Regions from separate parts of the Rattus norvegicus genome. Here region 1 is linked to region 2. Evidence: chromatin contacts called from public Hi-C data. All regions are on one chromosome and are shown on one strand. The core of a region is the stretch at or near the end of the contact, and the rest is flanking DNA. Distances in the headings are between cores, read along the strand shown. Region 1 overlaps LOC120098483 (a long non-coding RNA gene). Region 2 overlaps Zfhx3 (zinc finger homeobox 3).

Region 1 (5,320 bases), core at 1,921-4,420, 230 kb after region 2:
TTTTTGTTTTTTTTTCTGATTTCGCTGATGATGCTTCCCAGTGTGTCCTGTAAACCTGTAGAATATGTGTCCTGTGGGAGACACATTGCATCGGCTGGTTTGGATTCGGAGAATCTGCATATAATTACTGCTAGCCCTTCTTGTGTGGAACACTGCTTTGTGTCCTCCTTGTCTATTTCTGATGTTGGAGGCACGAGATCCTCAGTGTTGTCTGGGTTCCTAAGTTCAGCACTTCTCTGTTCTCTGCTGGAAGGAATCTCCTATGATATTTCTTTCAATGGTAAGACAGTTATTTTTTATCTTTTACCAATCTCAAAGTTGCTCCTTTATGTTAAATAGAAGTGCATAGGGGATAGTCTGTCTGCTTGTTTATTTTGAGACAGTCTCCTGTAGCACAGACCTGCCTTGAATTCTGTATGTAAACTGAAGATCATCTTGAGCTCTGATCCTCTTGTTCTCACTTCCGTGAGTTAGCATTCCAAGAGCAACCGCTACCCTCAGCATTGTGGTTAGTCTTTTGCTGTTGTCCCAGGCTTTGGTGTAGAGGCCCTACATGTTAACATAGTCATAGTCTCTTGACACTGCCTTGCTACCCAGGATGGCTTCCCCTAAACTATATTATTTTCTTGTTTCTTCCCATAACCTCTGATTCTTCAGCTCGTTCGTTTTACTTCCTACTGCATTTATTGAATTGAGACTCCAATTGTTTTTGCCATTTATGCTCTCAGAAGATGGGAAATGGTTCCAGTTTGTGGTCCGCGAATACCTTGTCTTCTCTGTCAAATTAATGCCATTTGACTAATCTTCAAGTATTCCACAATATTTGATCACACTGTGAAGCCTGAGATTGTACTGAAAAATAAAATTTCTAATTGGGCGTGGCTCAGCTTTAGCACTCCTTTAATCCAAACAATGAAGGTAAAATTAGTTTGTAGAAGGAAGTACCCATGTTTAAAAGTGATGTCAAATTGAGAGGCAAAGTGAGGAATCAGAGAAAGACTTAACAGACTAGGACATGCCCAACTCTCATGAGGACAGAGTGGCTACTTAAGGGAGGAGCTCCTAGAGAAAGGAGACAGTTTTACTGGGACAGTTGTACAGAGACAGGTTGAAGAAGACACAGGTGAAGACAGAATGAGCGGGAGAATGAAAAGGAGCTAGAAAAAAACAGGACAGATTGTCAATGTTAGTTTGGGACCAAGCAGAGGAAAGTCAGAGGCTGAAAGAGAAGTCAGATTGAGTCAGCTTGGGGAGGAGTTTGATCCAGAATAGTTGAGTTGAACCAGCCAACAGCGTTCAGAACAAGAAAGGGTGAGGTTTTTCAGTAGTAAGTTGCAAAGGTGGAAACATTCTAGGCCCAGATTAGATTTTAAGGAGGCTAGAAGCTTCTAGGATTAGGCCTAGGTTAGCAGACAGAGGCAATAAGCCTCCAAGGTGACAATTCCTACAGGTGAATAAAAGTTACTTTTACATCCAAGAGATAAATTGGTTCTGGTTCCGTTTTTTAGCACCAGTTTTATGGTCCCATTGATTCCTTCTCCTGTTACTTACAGCAAAGCATTTAAACTGTTGACCTAGACTACAGTTACTATCACCGGGGATATTGTTAGACGTTGGAAGCTGTAGGCCATGCTTACTGAATCTTAATGTCTTGATGTGGACTCTGACCATGGGCATTTCAATAAGTCTACCATGTTATTCTGATGCCCACCAAAGTTTGAGAACTGTGTCCTAGAATGTGTGAAACTTCTTTCTCAACCTTTCCCTCCTACACTGTCCGTGTTAACCCTTTGTTGATTATATGAGTCTCATTAACATTTTTGATTGCTGGCTCCCTTCTCTCTCTCTCTCTCTCTCTCTCTCTCGTATGTGTGTGTTTGGTCATTTTTGGTTCACAGATGGGCATGTGTAGGATTATAAACGCTACAATGATTGATATTAATGTGTAGAAATGGGCGAGTCTATTCTGTTAGGCTTTTAGAATAGTCAGTCCAGTCAGAAAGAACTAAGGTTAGATTTTTTAAAATTTGGCTCCCTTGGGTTTTTCTAGCATTGTCTTGTGTTGAAGGTTAGTGCTGGTTTGCCTGAATGCTTAGTCCATTCATCTGCTTGTTTGTCAATGCTAATATTCTACTCACGCCCAGAGCCTTTCCTGCGTGTCTACACTATAGAGATAACAAAGAATTTCTCTCCACCTCATTCCAATGGCTGATTCATTTGCTGCTTGCTAGTCTGGCAAAGTGTAGAAAGAAGAGTTCAGGGCCCTGGCTCCATTCCTTAGGCGTGTCCTTCTGTCCTAAGATGTGGGGGCATTGGGATGCCCCTGACATCAGAGGACAGTTTGAGGCCTTCTCTGGGTGGCTGATAGCTTCGGTTCTGTGCTTCTGGGTATTTCTGCAGCATGACCACTTGCCTCTTCTAGGCCTGGGTCACAGCAGGAAGCTTTCTCTTTATTTACTCAATAAATATTCACCTGTACACATTTTCTTCAGTCCTTGTCTGTCGGGGTGGATATTTTCAGAACTTTCATTTGGCCTGGGTTGTTTGTTTGCAACAACTTTAACCAGAATCTTCTTGCTCATTTCTTTATGTTCTGTTAGTGTTGAATCCAGGTAAGTCAGTGCTCACACCCTTGTCTTCTTAAAGACATTAGCCTGTCCTTAAATTTCAAGTTAGTTTCCTTTCTTGTATCTTCAGATGTAACAAAGGCAAAGGGGGTAATAATTTACATATCATTTATATTTTTGTTAGTTTGGTAGTAATGCTGCTTTTGACTTTTTCTCTTTTTTATGACCTGGACTCAGGTTGCAGTCTGACCTTAAATTCGTTGTATAGTTGAAGATGACCTTGAACTTTTGATCCACCTATCTCCATGGGGATTACAGGTGTGTACCACCATGTCTGATCACACAAACACACACACACACACACACACACACACACACACACACACACACACACAGAGCCAGCCCTCTACCACATGAGTTACCTCTCTAGCCTTATTTCATAGATCTTTTTATGGTTACTCTTTATGGGGGTAAAGGAATCAGTCTTTGACCATTAGGTAATTGTTGGCTATAAACCATCTCCAAGTTTTTTGTTTGATAAGTAAGGATGTTCATTAGACATTTCATCATTGGTACAAAACACCCGACACAACTCAGCAGGAGGAATTATTTATTTTGGCTGTGTGCATGGTCTGACTTTATTAGTTCTAGATAAACCTGGATGAAGCAAAATATCATGCAGTGGGAATATGTGACAGAAGCTACTTACCTCATGGTGGATGGCAAACAGTAGGTGGAGAGACCCTGGTTATGGTCGTCAAATGTCCATATCCAGTGAGCTACATTCTCTAGCTAAGTTCTAGCACCTCCTAAACTGTGTACCAATGGTTTAAAACCTGAGCTTGAAGGGACATTTCATTTTCATTTTCAAACGATAGCATTCTGCTCTTAGCCCAGAAAAGTTTACGGCCATCTCACAATGCAAACTGTACATAGACTGTCTCCTAGAGTCCTCCAAATATTGACAGTTTCAATGTTGTTCAGAAGTCCAAGTCCAAGGTCTTTTGTGAGACTCGATGCAAATGCTTAGCTGGGAGACCCTGTGAAATGAAAAGATAGTTATATACTTCTGAGATAAAATGACCATGAAATAAATATTCCAATTGGAAATGAGAAAAGCAGAAGAGTAGCAAAAAGGAATCTAATGAAAGCAAGACTGAGGCAGAGGGGTGATCTCTGAATGCTTAGCTCCATGATTTGCATGTTTGTGTGCAACCCCAACTGTCCGGCCTTGCCATTTGAAGCCTGCATGGGCTCTTTTGGGCAATGGCTTCACTCATTGTAATTTCTCATTCTTGGTGTCTTCTCTGTCCAAGCATCTCCATTTCAGCTCCTGCCATGTCCTCAGCTTTACACACTGCCCTCAGCACCCCGCCCAGCAGGGGCTCCAAGTCTACCTACTGCCTCTCCTTTCAGGATTTCTTTTAAAATCTTGGTGAAAAGTGCTTACATTTTGTGTCCACAAGACCAGCATCATACAGACAGAAAAACTCTGCCATCAGCTAGAGCAATTGACAGACCATGGGCCAAGGACACTGAATGCTGGGCAGTTGAGTACAGTGAAAGAAATCCTAGTTAGTCTGTGTAGAAAGGGTGCTCTAGAGGCTCTCTTTTCTCAGGAGAATGTCTGCTAAATTTATCTGCTCTTTCATATCCTTGAGTCTGCCCTGGGAGATATCTGGACAGTTCAAGAAAGACGCACACAGCATCCTTCCTATTGCTTCAATGCATAGTGCTTGGCTGATGTTAATGGTGCTAACCTTTCCAGAGACCATGCCTCCCTTAGCTCCAGCCTTACAGACTTCTGAGATCACCTGAAGGTTTGTCAGGGCTTCCTACTTTGCATTATTTTTCTTCTGTATACACCATAAATCTGACTAATAGCAGCCCTTCATAACTGTGCATGGTCCGAATACTGGAGTGCCTTAAAGAATTCCTCTTCTGGATTAACTAACCCATCATGTTTAAAGTCCCGTAGACTCAGGCACAGTGGAAGTGGGAACAACTCATTACTGGTTTTAGATCTTACAACAATGAGATCTACTCTAACTCCCATGAGTCTTTGTTCCCTCCTGAAACCTCATCAGCACAGGCTGCTGTCCACTCTCTGGTCTTCTAACCCATTAAGTTTTGCTTACAGTAGTTGAGTCTTTCTCTCGCCCACTTCTCCACACTGTGCCTAAACTTTCCCACAGCCTAGCTATAACAGCTCAGTGATCCCACTCCTCTGATACTAGTCTGTGTTGGGTCTTTCAACACCAAGACTTGGGGAAACTGTTTATTTCAAATGGAAATTTCAGAGGTTTCAGTCCACAGTCTTTGACTGAATCGATCCCAGGCTTTCGATTTGAGGGATTAATTATTGATGGCAGCATCAGCACATGGCAGAGATTCGTCCTTTCCTCAGAGTTGACAAGAAGCAATGAGAGACAGGGGTGGTGGTGGTGGGGAGACAACAGGCTTACATAAGAGATACTGTTCAAAGGCATGTACCACGGCACTACTTTTATTCACGTCTGTCTTCTAAAGTTTCTTTTTCTTTTTTTATTAACTTGAGTATTTCTTATATACATTTCAAGTGTTATTCCCTTTCCCGGTTTCCGGGCAAACATCCCCCTCCCCCCTCCCCTTCCTTATGGGTGTTCCCCTCCCAACCCTCCCCCCATTGCCGCCCTCCCCCCATAGTCTAGTTCACTGGGGGTTCAGTCTTAGCAGGACCCAGGGCTTCCCCTTCCACTGGTGCTCTTACTAGG
Region 2 (4,691 bases), core at 652-3,151:
ACTGCCTTCCCTCCCACTGCCCTTAGTCATGACTAGCAACCAGGAGGCCACTTGAAGGAGTAAAACGAGAACAGTAGAACCCACACCCATAGCAAGGCTCTCTTTCCGTACGCATTCATCCAGGCAATGGGCCCCCCCTCAGTCCTTACCTCCAGAAGACTGGAAGAAACAGCAACTTAGGGGTGCACCTTGTCACATGCAAAGTTAAAGGCTTCTTTGCTGAGCTCTTCAGACAGTCCTCCTCTGACCTGAAGGGTAATTTTGTAATGTCAGGCTTTATCGAAGTTCTTGGGCCCAGTTTGATCTTGGACTGGATCTTTTCTGATCCTTCTCTTAGGGTCCTTGGCTGGTATTTTGTAAAAAAAAAAAAAAAACAAAAAAAACAAAAAAAAAAAAAACAATAATTAAGAAAAACTGTTTCTTTCATTTGCTCCCCAAATTGAGCTGTTCCTGTCTGATTAAGCACAACAGAGATGGCTTCCTCTCCACAAACAAGTAAATAGTGATTTCACAATTTGTTGTGTTGATTAGTGGCCACTGCCAATGCAGATTAATAATATTTCAAATGGGTCTGGATAATTGGCATTTTTCTCAGCTATCGATCATGTAGTTTGGAGGTTTGAGCAGGCACGGATAGTCTTGAAGATTTTAGTTACTTGTCTTCTGCTTCTTGTGGTCTCCCATTGTGCGGGCCTCTCCGTAGGATCCTCAGTGATACGGTGCGGCCGTTACCCTTGGGTGGCCCTGAGACAAACCAGATGGTCATCTGTCAGAGAGCTCAGTGCCCGCGTCCCTCGCTTCATGCTGGGCACTAGGCAGAGTCCCAAGGATTACAAGGGGCCTTGGTCTTCAGGGTATGTGACGTTGTCCTGGGGCTTCCGGGTGTTTGTCATCAAAAGGATTTGCAGGGACTTGTCCACTGATCAGAGCATTCAGCACCCTAATGGAGCTCATAACTCTGAGAAAGTGAAATTTAGGTTTTGTTTCATTTTTAACAAATATAAATTCAAGTAGGCACATCATGTGGCTCAGAAAGAACAAGACAAACCCCGAAAGAATCTATCACAGGCACTCTGATTCTGTACGTCTTCCTAAATAGGAGGCTGCGGGGTTGACCTTCTTGGTTAGGTTAAGCATGCCACTGGCCACACAGCTGCCGACTGCTTCCTGGCCGGGTGGGCGGGACTTCTGACACCAGTCACAGCCCCTGCTTCATCCCAGGTGCCATTGCTTTCCCTGCACACCATAGGTGCTTTCCAGATGAGAGCATACCTGGTTCTCAACCTCACCCTATAGACATTTATACCCTATAGAGGTTTATAGGTTTATAGATGCTATAGACATTTATAGATAGCTACCCTCTCCTTTCTGCCCTCTTGCTGTCTAGAAAGCTCAGGCGGGGCGCAGAAATCACGCAGGCAGATAAGAGAACTGCATCCTGGTCCATCCCCACTCCCAACGTCAGGGCAGAACCTACTCTTAGTAGAACCGACTCCCCAACCCCCCACTTCTTGGGTATGGGCTTCTCAGTCTAAGGGTTTGATCTGGTTGACTTCTCTGACCAAGAGCGAGGAACAGACCTCAAAGTTTTACAGTAAAGATGAAAATACCAGTGAGTTCAAAATGACCTGGATCTTCGTCTGCTGGATGTGCCAACTGGATGGCTCAACTTGTAAAACCATTTCCAAAGGCAAACCCGATGGCCAGAGTTCCATCCCTGGACCATTCCCCCCACCACGCACGCATGCACGCATACACACACGCACTCACACAGTGGAAGGGAGAAAACCAGCTCCGACTTCCACATGTGCACACTGGCACATTTGTACGCTTAAGGTGCACACACTGAACAAAAGGAACCTCAAGGGAAGCGGGTCATTGACATAGAAAGGCATGAACTTAGGAAGGCTAGTTACTAGCTAATGAGTAACATTGGTTGGAAGATTTACTCACAGACACCCCGAGCGCACTGTCTGTGAAACACGGTCCACTAACACCCCCCAGCCCTGCCATCCGTGGGCTCCTTGGTAGTGAGCAGTGGTGAATACACGAGCCAGTGGTTAGCAGAGCCAACACAAGTAGGAAGCTTTCTTTCAGGTTGCTGGTGGTTGGGGCGGAGCGGAGCAGATCTGCTAATGCACTGCCGTTTCCGTCCAACTCTGTGGTTTCTCTCCTCTGAAACTTGAACATGACCCCCTTGTCGTCATTTGCCGGAGTGGATGTGAGCATGAGCGTTTGAGATTGAAGAGCCCCCAGTGTCCCCCACTGAACGGTGATTAATGCCGTGATTAGCCAAGTCAATCATTAATTGCTATAAATTAAGTGATATACAATTAATGCGGTGCTTTATCACCAATAATTAGGGGACAAGATTGAGCTCTTGGCAAAGAACCATACTGAGATGGTTATTGAAAGGCTGCAAGCCACCATGGTCTCTAGCCACAGAGCGCCAGAGTCTGGCTTCGGGGGACTTGAGACAGGGTGACCAGGGGATGCTCCTGCTTCCGTAAGAGGGGGCAGGGCACCAGCCTAGCCTAAAACAGAGGCATGGGGATGCTCTTAAAAGTCTGAGGCTGCTGTGCCTACGCGTACTTTTGTTAAATGTTAGAAGCGTAGTTTGAGCGCTCGCTCTCCCTCTCTCTCCTGGAGATCCGTGATGCTCACCTAACGCAGAGCAATCAGTGCATCGGAGCGTCCATGATTTGAATCTATGGGAGATGGCTATTAGAGAAGGTATTAGTGGGCGAGTGTGGGGGAAAGTGTGTTTATGGGCTGCGGTGCCAGCAAGCATGATTTCAATCGGATTTGACATGTTTAACATAAATGTATAGTGCACGGCTCCTGCGGCCTATGAATAATTCCTGCGGAGCCACCGCCCTTCTAATTACCGAGTTTGGGAGGAAAAAAAAAAAAGCAGGTCAGGCACATCCTGGTGGAAACCTATTACCAGCCTGTCCCGCTCCGCCGTTGTTTACAGCTCTGTATAAATAGAGATGCCGTTGTACGGGGGACTTAATGCCCAGAACAGAATCTGTCGAAGAATGGAGAGGGCTGCTGCCTTTAATTCCTCCTCCTCTTCCTCTTCATCCTCCTCCTTCCTCCCTCCCACCCATCCCTCTCCTCCTTTTTTAATTGGGTTAGATACCTAGAGACAAAACAAGGTCCACGCTAAGAGGAAACATGATGGGTTGGGGAGAGCCCGTGATCTTCAGTTTCCAAACCTGCAAACAGCAGGTTGGACCAAATTCCAGATCTTAAAATCCTGGAACCGTAAATGTTTAATCAGATGAGGCATTGCTGGAGGGTAGTATAAACCTCAAAGAACATTAGCCACTAAAGTCAGAGCATTAATAACTTTCGTAGGTCTGTAATATAGCAAGGGCCTGGGGGAAGGGTTCAAACAGGCTTTCTCCAAAGGGGAGGGGGAGTGTCAAGACAGCACCACGCCCATGTTTCCTGGTGGGATAGCAGAGACCGCGGGCCCTTCTCACTCTGTCGTCACAGCCAGCATGGAACAGGTGTCAGTGCAAATGCCACATGAACACCTCTGAGTGGTCACTTCCAGCACTCGGGCCTGTTCGAACCTCTACAGGAGTAGCCCCACTCTGTAGCATTCAGGCTCGCATTCCCTACCGTGCCGCGCCTCTTGTCTTTGCAGTCTAGTGTGAGCAGGGGATGCTGGGAGCCTCGTTCATGTGGCCTCCTTAGTCATCCATGGCCTTGCCAGTGGACACTGTATCTGGGTTTTTATTTTCACACAGCTAGAAATTGCATAGCCGTCAGCTCCTCCAGGGTCTACTTGTAACACCCCCGCCCCCTTTTGCCATGTCCAGACTGCTTTTAGCAGAGCTTTGCTGCTTACAGTCATTGCTGGCAGAATTCTGTCTCAGGGCTGAGAAGGGACCATCGACTCTTTTTATTTTGGAAAGCAAAAATAGATGCGGGGCGTGGTGCATGCTAAACTTACCCAGATTCTAGTAATCCAGAGCTTGGCTCTGAAATTTTATATGGTTAGGTCGTAAGTGATAAGACCCAAGACCCTATCAGTTGAGTGAGTGAGTGTGTGTGTGTGTGTGTGTGTGTGTGTGTGTGTGTGTGTGTGTGTAGACATGTAAGGAACTTTGTAAAGGAAGCGTCATGTGTAATCAGGTGACTATGGCACAGTGAGATGAGAATTACTCTTAGGGTACACACTTGGGGCCTAGAATGTAAATGAAGGAGTACGAAGGTAAATGGGAGTCTCCATCATGGCTGTGGGAAATACTTGGTAGAGGGCAGCTCAGCCAGTGAGCGCCTGCCTTGTGAGTACAAGGAGTCTGAGCTGGAACCCCTGAGCCCACATTTTTAAAAAGCTGGGTGTAGAGCATGCGGTTATAATCGTAGATCCAGGGAGATGGAGGTGGGCCCCTGGGACTTCTTAGCCAGCTACCTAGCCTACTCGGTGCCCTTGCCAGCGTGACACCTGAGGTGACCCTTTGGCTCCGCACACATGCGCTCACGTGCACCGGAACACCCTGTCACTTGCAGATGGCCTGGAGATGTGTTTAAGATTCTCAGGCTGTGGCCCTGTTCATCTCCCCTGCCTTGTCAGAGCTGCAACTTCCGTAAAGGTCGTCTGAATCCTAACAGGGATTCTTTCAAACGTACCCCAGTGCTTCCTGGAACATCGCTTTTCTTAGGCGCAGCTGTTC

Evidence for each region. A called contact is a pair of places that touch in the nucleus more often than the background predicts.
Region 1: a contact with region 2 is called in a Hi-C map of liver, with 2.7 times the contacts expected there. The contact joins two enhancer-like sites. A contact is called at or near these places in 2 of 12 Hi-C or Micro-C datasets (hepatocytes and liver).

Annotation. Positions count from the first base shown.
Region 1 is chr19:53,981,726-53,987,045 of GRCr8, forward strand. LOC120098483 (a long non-coding RNA gene) reads right to left here. Exons shown (of 3, transcript XR_005496694.2): 3 at 3,161-3,607. Among named protein-coding and RNA genes, the nearest start is that of Pmfbp1, 380 kb to the right of the region's middle. Within about 2 kb of position 3,171, at least 2 of the 93 cell types and tissues checked have an H3K27ac peak or open chromatin away from gene starts, as enhancers often do. A contact at or near this core is called in liver, where this site is marked.
Region 2 is chr19:53,752,215-53,756,905 of GRCr8, forward strand. The region is part of intron 5 of Zfhx3 (zinc finger homeobox 3); the gene reads left to right. Among named protein-coding and RNA genes, the nearest start is that of Zfhx3, 200 kb to the left of the region's middle. Within about 2 kb of position 1,902, at least 3 of the 93 cell types and tissues checked have an H3K27ac peak or open chromatin away from gene starts, as enhancers often do. A contact at or near this core is called in liver, where this site is marked.